Linked DNA regions of Xenopus laevis: region 1 is linked to region 2. The links are chromatin contacts, called in public Hi-C maps. All regions are on one chromosome and are shown on one strand. The core of a region is the stretch at or near the end of the contact, and the rest is flanking DNA. Distances in the headings are between cores, read along the strand shown.

Region 1 (6,291 bases), core at 1,670-4,169, 130 kb after region 2:
TTTTGTAGCCACAAAAAGTAGCTGCTACTGGTAGCTATGTTTCTCCACCCTTGGGGTAAGGGCACACCTAGTGATTTGGGGAGATTTAGTCGCCTGGCACCTAATCGCCTCTTCTTTGGGGCGACTAATCTCCCCAAACGTCTTTCCCCTGTCTTGCGCCGGCTATAATGAAAAGTCGCCTATGGCATGGCACACGCAGCGCTTCGATTTCCAAAGACGCCCAAAGTTTTGCGACTGCCGGCAGGGGGCAGTTAGGGGAGATTAATCGCCCCGAAGGAGAGGAGATTTTTCACCGGGCAACTAATCTCCCTGAATCGGAGCGTGTGCCCTGACCCTTAAAGGAGAAGGTTAGTTAAGTTACTGGGGTGTGCCAAATGTTAGCTACTCCCAGTAATTATAATTGCTTACCTGATACCCAACACATTGCTCCTGTTTAAGGATAAGTAAAAACCGTTAAAATAAGTGAATGTAAAAACAAGGAGGAGGCTATTGTAAGTACTTTTGTCATTTATAATCATTATTTATTTTGTTTTTATCCCAAGATATTAAGGGATACATGTACTGTTAATATGAATGAATTTTGTTTTGTCAGCGCCACCTGCTGGTTATTTTCCCACCATTCCCAAGAAAGAGGCTGTTCTGATGTTCTTCTGCTTTGGAATAAAATTAGAAACCTTTCTCAAATCATTCCTAAGCAGAAGAACATCAGGGGAACAGAAAAGTGCACTGACCCCAGGTTACTTCTACAGGAGCTCTGTGGCACATTCTTTATTTTTCTTTTTGCCCCGAGGTAATGGGCATGCACAGTGGAAAGCTGGCTTTTTGTTTGCTGCTAAATTTAGCTTTTAACTCTAATGCTCATCCTGATCAGCCTGACAAAATAGGCTATGGGCATACAGAGCGTTAGCTCAGCTACTCTGTGAGCTTAGGGTAAGGGCAGATTTGGGGACAATTTACTCGAACTGCCTTCCCTTCCCGCCGGCTATAATGAAAAACCACCAACAGGATGGCACTCGCGGCGCTTCATATGCAGTTCGGATATTTTGATCCTGCCTCAATTTACTTGTCACGGACATAGAAGGTAGAGGGTTACTCTATAGGGCCAATTATATCCTGAGATAATGTGACTGGTATTAGCACTGGGAAGCAATTCATGATATTAAGGGAGTGCAAATGTTGTGACTGCTGCTACAAGGAGGTGTTATCCCCAGGCTCTGGTCCTTAAAGGGGTTCCCAGCCCCCCTTCAATACTCTGTTGTGGTGTCACTATGTTGCTGTAACTTTAGGAAGCAGAGATCTAGCAACAGATATTCTTTTTTCATATCAACCTGCAGATCCCATGTAACGTTGTTGTAAAAGCCAAGTGTGTTCAGTATTCTCCTAATAATAATACTAATTTTTTTTCTGTTTCTGTCCCAGGATTTAAACCTGATGAATTGATGAGTGAAATCTTTAAAACAGAATTTCAGATGCGACTGCTGTGGGGCAGCAAGGGAGCGTTGTTAAAGCAGAGTGAAAGATACCACAAGTTTGGGCAAATCCTGACGGCTCTGTCCCGGAAACTGGAACCTCCTTCCTAAACAAGTGACCACTGGTTAAATGTTTTAACATGAAATCGTTGCTATTTGCTATGTAGGACAGAGACTTCTGTGAGTGAAACAGACACATATGTGTAGATGGGATAACAAGACATTCCCCAGTTGTGTACGTTGCTGTAAATGTATGATGTATATTTGTTTTTAATATGTGCATAGCTCCTATTTATTTACTGTCCATAACATGTAATGGGGTCAGCGACACTGAAAAAGGCTTCTGATAGAATTTACTTTCATTCAGTATTTCTCAATGATTCCTCCTGTGCAGAACTCCAGGGCAGGGATTTTAAACTGAAAACTTGCTGCCAGAACAAGGCATATTTTAGATTTTTTTTTTTTTTCATTGTAAAAATAGCAGAAATTGGCTCAAATTTCAGACAATTAAAATGCATGGAATGTTGGTAGATGTTGTGGCTTTTCTAATTCCCATAATTCCACTTTTGTGAGCATCCAGCCATCATCAGAGTGGCATTTGTTTGCCTTTCTGTCCACAAAGTAACACAACACAGTTGCCAGCTATTTTGCTAACGATAAAGTTACTGGGCAATACAGCCAAGTCAATATGTGTCCCGATTCCAAATCCACAACAGTTACACAGCAGAGTAGCATGCATTTATGTATGACACCTTTTGATGTTACTGGCCCTTTAGGGTGAACCTATTTTGATCATGTTGTGTTGTGCAAGCTCCATTGGAAAGAACAGGGAGCCGCCGTTTCTTTCACACTCATACACACTGACTATCTTCCAGGTAAGCTGATTTTTGGGCCAGTGCATTCCAGTTCCAGGCCAACTAAAACCCTACACAAATACCTGATCCTCACCAAAATAATTATTCACTAATGCAAACGTTTTGTTTTGTGACATTTCTAAAGGTCAGTGTATTTAGTTCTGATGTGGCCGGAGTGATTGTGTTGCTCAGTGAGGCAGGTCCATTAGACAAAGACTTCCCCAGGCAGCAGTACAGGAATAGGAAACAAAACGATTGTAACTGATCCTCCTGTGGGTCTTGTGAAACAGGTCTCAGCAGATCTGCGAGGTCAGGTACCCGATATTGTACAATTATTATACAGCCGTAGTCAAGACGAGTTAAGAACGCTACAAATGAAAGGGACTTATGGCTTTCGGTACACAAGGAGCCCCTAACACCACGGATCTCAGTAGCAAACTGTGGGAAACGCTCATTGTACACTGACCACATGGTGCATTGTAAAAGTGCAAAAAAGTCACTATCTGCCTTTTTTTTTGCACAGTGTGTGATGTATTGTGCAAATAGACATGTCTCTGTGCTCGGCTTTGAAGTGCAGAGAGTGACAACCCTGGGGACACAAGTATTTTGTAAGTGAGTTGGGCTCTTGCCCCCCTGGGGATCATCAATGACCCCTTCTCTCTTTAGGACAGGAGGCCTCTGATCAGAATCAGTGAAATTAATGTTTTCTATTATGCCAGAGACACTGTCCCTCTCCTAAGGCCACTACATGGGACTCCATGCTGTGTGTATATATATATATATATATATATAGCCTGAGAGTCTGAAACCTGCCAATGTGCTGCTGCCCAATCTGCTCAAAAGTTCCAATTCATTTGTTCAAACCTCCTTCAAAATAGTTCCCAGATTACACAATGAATCCCTGAAAGGCTGGAGAAGTGAAAATCATAGCTCCTATTTCTAATGGATCTTCCAAAGGCACTAGAGTTTATATTTTACACAGAGAATATTAAAGTTAATTTCAGGGAATGAGTGCAGGTAACAACGGTTGTGAATAATAAACCAATTCATTGTACAGGCATGGGATTGGTTATCCGGAAACCAGTTATCCAGAAAGCTCAGAATTACAGAATGCCCATAGACTCCATTTTATCCAGATTTTTAAAAATTATTTCCTTTTCTCTGTAATAATAAAACAGTAACTTGTTCTTGATCCAAACTAAGATATAATTAATCCTTATTGGATGCAAAACCAACCTATTGGGTTTATTTAATGTTTAAATGAATTTCTAGTAGACTTAAGGTATGAAGATCCAAATTACGGAAACATCAGTTACCCAGAAAATCCCAGGTCCCGAGCATTCTGGATACCAGGTCCCATACCTGTACTTGGTGTTGAGAATTAACGTTTCATGTGGGTGAATTCCGACTTCTAACTGTCAGCTAAATGACTTGTCGATGACAACAAATAAGAACAAGCTGGCCATTAAAATGTTTCCTTTGTTTTATTCCATGAAAATATTCTCAACAGAGAACACTATTTTTAAACAATGTATTTACCAATAAAAATCAACGTGTGCAACATTGGATTAAAAAAACCATTCACTGGGGGGTAAAAATGTATTAATACGAGTCACGTGAAAGAGAACAATGACTGTAGAGAGTACAAGGCTCTTTCCTTATACTTGTCTAGTTACTGATGTTGCAGTGTTTGGTGTGAGAGTACGTGAAAACATTCACCTCTGTTGCTTTATTGCTCAGTGCTGACTCAATTCACTGCAAACAATTAAACAACCTGCAACCATTGTACACAACCTATTTGTTGCCAGGGGGGGGGCAAAACAAAGATGGCGGACTCTGGCACCAAAATGGTTTTGCAACACTTTTCCTATATATATATATATAAAAAGAAAAAAAATACTACAACTGTCTGTAGTTTTGTCGATAGACACTATATAAATAATCCTTGTGTACAATATTCAGAATTTATTATATAACAGTTTAAATAGCCCCAGTCTGCTGTGTAATAGTGGTATTTATCTTCCTCCCCTTTCATGATGAGTACAATGGGTCTGACAGAAAAATTGTACATTTTTATAGGATAACAATTGAAGATAACACTGGAAAATAGTCACAGCCATTAGAAACCAAGCTAAATGCACACTGGATTGGAGTTCTGAAGCTCAAAGCCAATCCCTTTTATCCATCTGATCACCTGAGGACTGATTGGGTGACAGTCGGTAGCAGTGGCCACATTTCCATCACTTATGTCAGATAACGGAGCAGGGAAGCCTCCGGCCTCAGTAATGTAACATGTCCTGTGTGAACAGCAGTGGGCCCTCATGTTCCATATTCATGATGTAAGTGTAAAGATGGGGAGCAGATCATGCCCCATATGCCCACCTTGAATGGGCGAGATCAGGCCGATCTGATTGTAGGCCCTAGGGAATGCAGGCAGTTGGAGCAAGGGCCACAGCAACAAACCGTTGCAGTTCTTGGTCCAATGGGATTTTGAAACCTGCCCGATGGACATCTGGAAGATTTTCGGCCAGATGTTAGTCAGGAAAGCCAATCGGATGATCCCATAAACTTAGTCTTTCAGAAGCTTTAAACAGCAGTAAAATTCTTTAAGTTTAATCTTCACACATAAATTAGAGGCCCTGGGATTTGGCTTGGAGCCCTAGACCATTGCTATGGCCCTTGATCAGATGTATTGTAATTGAATCTTCAACAAACACAGCCATTCTCCCTCCACCAAGGACTCAATAGCCCACCCCAGGGCCCTCAAACAGCTTCAGCATCCAATTCACCTCTAGCATCAGTGTATGGACACATCTAATCTTACCAAAAATAAATTGCAGAAGATCACTGAGCACTTTTACATGGTACGGTACATGTCTCATTAAACCACCCAGCAGCCCACTAACACCTATAGCAGTTTAAATAGCCCCAGTCTGCTGTGATAAATCTATATTTTGATTGTATAACAGTTCTGCCAGTCAACTCTCCATGTAAATAAACACAAATTCAACTTTGTCTCAATGGATCGATAAGCACTTTAACACTCAACTACAAGAGTCCTCTGCACTCAACCCATTATCAATATATTTAAGACATTTTGTGCCATAAGCTACTAAAAATGCCTTACCCTTTAAACAAAACAGGGATTGTTTGTCCATATATTGCAATATATTTAAGCTGGCCAACTATGTCAAAGTCATCCCATATCTGGCCAGTCCTACGCTCAATTTTATCTGATTCATTAAGAATTCTATTGCTTCATTATACATTTTACACAGGGACAAAGTTTTACCTGCAACTTACTAGCTGCTTTCAAGGTTAAAACTTCCAAACATGGCTGCCCTTTTATTGGCCACCAGTGGGATCACCTGACTATAGCTGGGAAGGGTGGGAGCTACAACATGGAGCTGGTCACTACTCCTGTATAAACTATAAAAAACAACCAAAAGTTGTGTTCACCACCTAATGGTTTTAAAAATTAGTAGTGAGCACAACTTTCCCTTGTTTCTTACACTTTCTCCAAAGTGTTAAAGACAAGTGACTGAAGTGGGCATTTATATGTACAATATAAACAGATCAGAATTCAACTGGTTTATTTAAAAAAAAAAAGTAAAAGTGCATACAATTATAAAATATTACCATTATTTGTATACGATTTATAGGCCAAGATGACTCCTCGGATCTCATGTTATAAAATGGATTTGGACGTCCTTTAATCCCTCCATCTGTTGCTAAACGACAACCGCATGCCATCAACAAACTGACCGACTGAGAGTTGTAGTACAACATGAGCTGAAAGGACGCAAGTTCTGATTGTAATAAACCCATAAATACAAGTGCCAGGAAGCTGTTGTGGATCTACAATCCCAGCACTTATAGCTGTAGGAAGGTGGATTTTCCCTGGATGGGATCAGTAATGTCACAGGATATTCCTTACAGCCTCCGTGTCAGCAAATCAGCATTGAGTC
Region 2 (6,111 bases), core at 2,005-4,504:
TTCACACAGTAGAGTCTATGGCGTAATAAATTTGCTCATCACTACCTATCTGATGATATCCATGGGACTGCTGACTTTTCAGGACATTGTCTTATTTGTTGTTATTCCTACTTTAATCCTACAATTTAAATCTGACTGATTAGTTTCAGATCGTTGTATTAAAACAAATGATTGCTCTACGACCGTTCAACGTCCAAAATAAAATCTGAACATCTATGACCATCTTAAGTCAAGGATAGATATTTTCTTTTTTACACACCTGACTATTCCATTTCCAGTTTGTATGTCGGACAGGGATAATTCTCGGCAGTTCCAGCCTGAGACAAAAGACTAAATCCTGAATGAAACCCCCAACAAATTCCTCCTGACTCAATGGTCACCCTCTACCCTTATATCCCAGCTTGTAGATTGGTATCATATTTGCTGCCCCTGGTAATGTGCTGCGTAATGTGAGGCAACATTCTCTTGCATCTCTGTGTCCTGCTCTGTTTATTCGCGTTTAGCTTCTTCAGAACCAGTTTAACACTACAAGAGATTAAGTTTACTTATAGCACCAAGTACAAAAGGTTTATAAAATCTGCTGTGGCAATTGGTAACCCTGAGCGATCTTTATATATTTTCTTCTTTCTAGAGCTTGTCAGGATCCCCTGTCTCATCATACATTAATGGAGTATTGAATTGCATCTTCAGTTCTGGGGCCAGTATCTCCACATCTCCATCTCGAGCAAGTGCATCTTCCGCTTACTTCATTTTCCTTGCTACCGGCCCCACCCAGGCAAATGGTAGGTGAGACTTTACAAGCCACAAATAAGGCCCTTCCTTATACCCTACAGTGTGTGTTATCCATATGTTAAAGATCATTTTACAGGCTAAGTCATATGAAGCACACGGGCACATTATATTCCTTTTTCCATTTCCCAATACAGGTATGGGATATGATATCGGAAACCCGTTATCCAGAAAGTTCAAAATTACGACAATGCTATCTCCCATAAACTCCATTTTAGTCAAATATTTTATATTTTTAAAAATAATGTCCTTTTACTCAGTAATAACAAAGCAGTATCTTGCACTTGTTCCCAACTAATACAGTATATATAACTAATCCTTTTTGGAGTAAAAAAAAAAAACAATACTGCATTTGGTTTGTTTAATGTTTAAATGATTTTTAGTAAGCTTAATATATGGATATCCATATTATGGAAAGATCCCTTAACCGGATTTAAAATATAGGAAATGCTCTGCAAAGCATAACTTACTGAGTAAAGCAATAAGCTCTTTTTCTAGGATCTTGAATTTGTATATACTCTGCATTCACTATGGACAATGCAGACTCTCATAAATGAAAACATAAAATGTACATTTATGAAAGAATAAGAAAAGTCGCTTCTTCTTACAAACAGAGAATGCTTCCTGTTAGGGGCAGCAATATAATTAGGTCCTAAAGGGCAAATGTATTTTCTGTGAAATTTTTTTAACCCACGTATAATTTAAATCCCAGTAGGTGACCCCCTTTAGAGAACCTAAGTAAATATAGTATAATTTTACATATATTATCTTGAGCTAATATTTTGTGGTATTCTGCAAGAAGGTTACAAGAAGTGTGAGGATAAAAGATACACCTCTGTGCTCTTGGTTTGTGTGTGAACATAGCAGCTTTTACAAGAGTAGGAACTTTAGAATGGCAGTTTGGAATAATTCAGCAAATCATATTAGACAAATGTAGATTTCATCAAAAAATATATGTTTATGAAAATATATTTTAAATATATGGACAGCGTTATGTGATACTTCTTATAGTGACCTGCAGTGTTCAGTGGTAAAGTTTGTTTTTTATTATATGCAAAGGTTTAGGTTTATTCTTAGAAATGAAATATAGATACTTGCAAGTAATATGTACATTTTCAGTATAAACCAGGCATAGTATATTCTTACTTATCTAAATACTTGTCTAAATATAGTAAATGTAAGCTGACTTCAGTGAAACAGCACCCCTAGCAGCCATATTAATCATAAAAATAACTGAGGTCTTTATGTTTTAGGTGTAACCTTGACCTAACATTAGTCATTATAATGTGTTACTGTTCGTTTCTGAGTTTGTTCATTTCTAAAAGTTTGTTTATTTGTACAACATAGCAATCTAAATTGTGGGACTGATAGCAGTCTTTTAATACAGGTCAGATTCAACAGCACATAAAAAATCCACTAATAACAGCCACTAAAATTGATCTCTCAATTTATGGAAGCACCAAAGCAGCCAGTGGATCAAGCTCTCTTGTTCTTGGCCATGGTAAGTAAAGGCATTAAGCAATAACACCGCAAATCAAATACATACTTTTAGGTTATTACTGAAGAGGAACTATTTAGTGTTGCTGTTTGCACAACAAGTGGTGACTTTATAATCTGCTGTAAAAGGAGGTGCTGATTTAAGGTGGCCATACACGATGAGATCCAAAAGAGCAGATTTTTCATCCGATATGCCCACCAACAGCAGGGCGATATTAGGATAATCCAAACGTTTGCCAGAAGAATCAAACTCCCCAATGGATATCTTGTCCAGATATCGATCAAGGAGACCCATCTGAAGCCCCCATACACTGGCAGATATTTGAATCAATCTATAGGACTGATATCGGCAGCTTTAATCTGCCTGTGTATGGCCACCTTTACTCATCTTCTATCTAGATGATGATGTGTGTGTGTTTAATTACTTACTATGTATGTTGCACCACACAGGGCAGTCAGTAATCTGACCACATGAGAAAACAGGAGCAGGTAAACACATATCTACACTGGGATGACACTGCAGCATATGAGTCATTGTCATAATATCCCTTGTTGATAATGAGTAAGCACTTTAATTTTTATTGGCTTTATTTTGACCAGAAATATTTATCAAATAAAACTTCTTCTGTGTTCAAAGATTAAAGACCAAATAATCAGGCTTTTGGAGAAAAGCAGTGATCATTCAGTGTAATAGATAAGAAGCACACATTGTAATACAGTACTAAATAAAAATTGCTGATATTTTGCAATTTAATTTGAACTGAAGGGCATCTATAAAAATCTATCTATAAGCACTTTCCTACCACGTTTACGCAACACACACAAAGGGCAAAGTCACACCTGACTGATCATCTGCTTTTCTCAGCCTGTGTTTTCTTCTCAGGTGGAGAAAAGTGGATCCGCTTTCAACCACATCCCTGTGCATCTGCACTGACAGGCACAACGTCAGCCTGAGTGCAGCTACACAGAGCCGAGCTGAGATCGGCCTGACAATATCTGCCTTTATGTTTTTTGCACCGATCTCCGCTCCATGTAGGTGCACTTATATTTAGATGACTAAAGTCTATTCTATGAGTGACTGCAGGAGCGACTGGGGCATTCTTTTAACATGAAACCAATGCCTGCTATCTCTAATTGTGATATGAGCCTTAAAGGGCAAGTCAACCCCAAACTAAAAATTTTGCTTAATAAAAGAAAACATAATTCTATGCAACATTGCAATATACATTTATTAAAAATGTTCACTGCTTTATTTGTAAAAACAGTTGCTATTTACTTAACGTCTGCTTCTTACTTTTTAAACCATGTTGCAAAAGTCTTAGTTCCCCAGCAAAGTGAGGTCTGTTAATCAGCTGCCTTTTCTTACTTTGTTTCAGCAGCCTTAACCACCAGTGCAGAGGATAGAAAGGGACAGACACTGCTTTCAATAGCAATGTTTGATGCCACTTTTTACACAGCATGTTAACTAGACCCCTAACTGTAGGGAGTAGTGGGAATGTTTGTTGCCAGCTCTGTTTCCGGTGAAAGTAGGGGCAGCATATTTCTTCCTTCCCTCTCTACTGGAAATTAGTTAGGTGGGAGAATCATATTAAATAACTTTCTCTACATTCTATAGTGATGCTAGAAAATACATGATTTTATGATAATTTTATTTAAAAGTACAGGAGGAGTAAACATATATAATTATTATAATTCATAATATAACTGAAAACTAAACAAAACCTTTTAGAAATTATAAAAACCATGGATACATAATGAACATAGCTGAATATAGGTGTTCATTGACTCTCATGAAAAATATGAGGTGAAGGTTCCTTAATTCTGTAATAAAAATTAATTCACCAATATTTCCACATCTCCTTATGCATCCCAGTCTGATTGGTTTGCCTGATTTGAACTATTTGTTTACAGGTGCACTGATGCTCATTGCTTGGATGACTACTGGCACTATAGGAATGCTTATAGCTCGCTATATGAAAAATGCAGCTAAAGAGCAATATGCTGGAAAAGGCCTTTGGTTTCTGGTGAGCCTCATTCAAGTTTATAACCAGTATATAATTTCCCTTATGTTCTCTAACTTCATTTCTTCTAACTTCCTACCCATATCTGCTTTGTACCCCCTGTCTACACATTTCTGTCACATAACAGGAAGGGAGGGTTCTATATATATGTGTATATATATATATATATATATATATATATATATATATATATATATATAAATATAATACCAGATATTTTAAAGGAAATGTAACCCCACAAAACAAATACAGCAGAATCCAGATTTTTTTTTGTGCCTGCAATTTATGCTGTTTTTTAGCAGCCCCCTACAGGTAAGCAGCAGGGCAGCTCCTGCCATTAGGCAAAGTGAGAACCTTACCTCAATCGGCAGTGAGCGGCCAGTTACCAGGGGCAGCAAAAAGCCACCTCTTTAAGACCGACTCTTCATTTTTTAAAACAGAAATTCGACTCCACTAGTGCAGAGAGCGTTGTTGCTGTTTTTATGCCACAGCATAAAACTGTAGATGTAGCTTGGAGAGTTCTTCTAAGCACTAATGCACTTTACATTTAATTTTTTTCAAGATTTCAAGTAGGGATGCACCGAATCCCAGATTCAGTTCAGGCTTTGGCCAGATCGAAGCCTTTTTTCCGACTTTTTTTGCCAAATGCATCAGCTTTTTCCTTCCTTGGCCCAAGAATTTGTGGTTCCATCGAGGGTTCGGATTCAGTTTGGTGTTTGGCTGAATCCATTCCCTAGGATGTAAGGGTTCTGCCAAACCTCTGACTACAGGGTTTGAATCGATGTATCCCTAATTTCAAGATATTATCAATATTTTTAGCTGCTAATATGGAACACCAGTTCCACCTGCTGGCAGGTTTTGCCAATCACCCTTTAGTCATATACATGGAGGAAATTTTTCTAATGTTGGTCTGCTTGGGAAAGACTAGAGAAAGGTCGTCTGACATCAGCTCAACACCAGAAACTTTTCCTCTCTTCTTCTTACATTTTTCTGAGGTGTTTCAGTTCTATTATATTGACAGCTTAAAATGTTGATATCGAGAAATATATAGAAGAACACTCTGAGAAATGATACATTCATTTGTTTTCAGGGTTTACATTTACTTTAAATCTGCACAATGTTTACTGATAATGGCCTACAAGTAACAGCAGCTGGCAGTTCTGGGAGTTTAAATGCAGTAACCGCTGGAAGCCCCAAGCTGAGCATCCCATTCCTTGGCATATGCACAGACTTGTTAGTAGTAAAGGGGAATGTGACATTAGAGAAGCAAGTTTACTGAGATGACAGGTGTTATGTTTTGGGTAGCCGAGGATGAGTAGAGTATAACAGTGCTTTATTAGCAGAGTCATGCAGGCATTACACAATAGTAAGCTTTCACTTTTAAGCTACCAGGAAGTATGCACAGTACGTCTGAGCACAGTGACATCTATAGGCCATTTGTATAAACACGACAACAGGTTTAGCTTCTACTTCAAATCCAAAACAGATGTACTTCAGACTTCTGGAAAATGCTTTAGAAAAAAAACTTCTAGCTAACAATTTTCTAAATAAAATGTTTTTTAGCTTCATGTTTTCCTAATGATCCTGACTGTGATGCTGACAAGTATCGCCTTCATCATGATTTTTTCAGAGGTTGCTGGCTGGAGCTCTGTGAGTATTTCCACTTTATGGGTATGCTTATACTATACTATAAAAGGGGTCCTCCACCCAAAAATGTTTTTACACATAGATAGTAGTATTTGTCTGTCTGTTAACATTCTCTGCAGTCCTGGCTTTGATTACTGAAGCAACATTGCAAGCCAGA

What was found. A called contact is a pair of places that touch in the nucleus more often than the background predicts.
Region 1: a contact with region 2 is called in a Hi-C map of the XL177 cell line, with 2.8 times the contacts expected there. The contact joins two enhancer-like sites. A contact is called at or near these places in 2 of 4 Hi-C or Micro-C datasets (the XL177 cell line and the XTC cell line).

The regions. Positions count from the first base shown.
Region 1 is chr4L:100,005,487-100,011,777 of Xenopus_laevis_v10.1, forward strand. bcar3.L (BCAR3, NSP family adaptor protein L homeolog) reads left to right here. Exons shown (of 12, transcript NM_001091730.1): 12 at 1,420-1,995. The coding sequence ends at 1,580. Among protein-coding and RNA genes, the nearest start is that of fnbp1l.L, 67 kb to the right of the region's middle. Within about 2 kb of position 2,920, at least 1 of the 7 cell types and tissues checked has an H3K27ac peak or open chromatin away from gene starts, as enhancers often do.
Region 2 is chr4L:99,878,522-99,884,632 of Xenopus_laevis_v10.1, forward strand. It overlaps LOC108714379 (putative ferric-chelate reductase 1), which reads left to right. Exons shown (of 16, transcript XM_041590534.1): 8 at 632-782; 9 at 2,177-2,290; 10 at 4,198-4,310; 11 at 5,871-5,957. Among protein-coding and RNA genes, the nearest start is that of LOC108714379, 35 kb to the left of the region's middle. Within about 2 kb of position 3,255, at least 1 of the 7 cell types and tissues checked has an H3K27ac peak or open chromatin away from gene starts, as enhancers often do.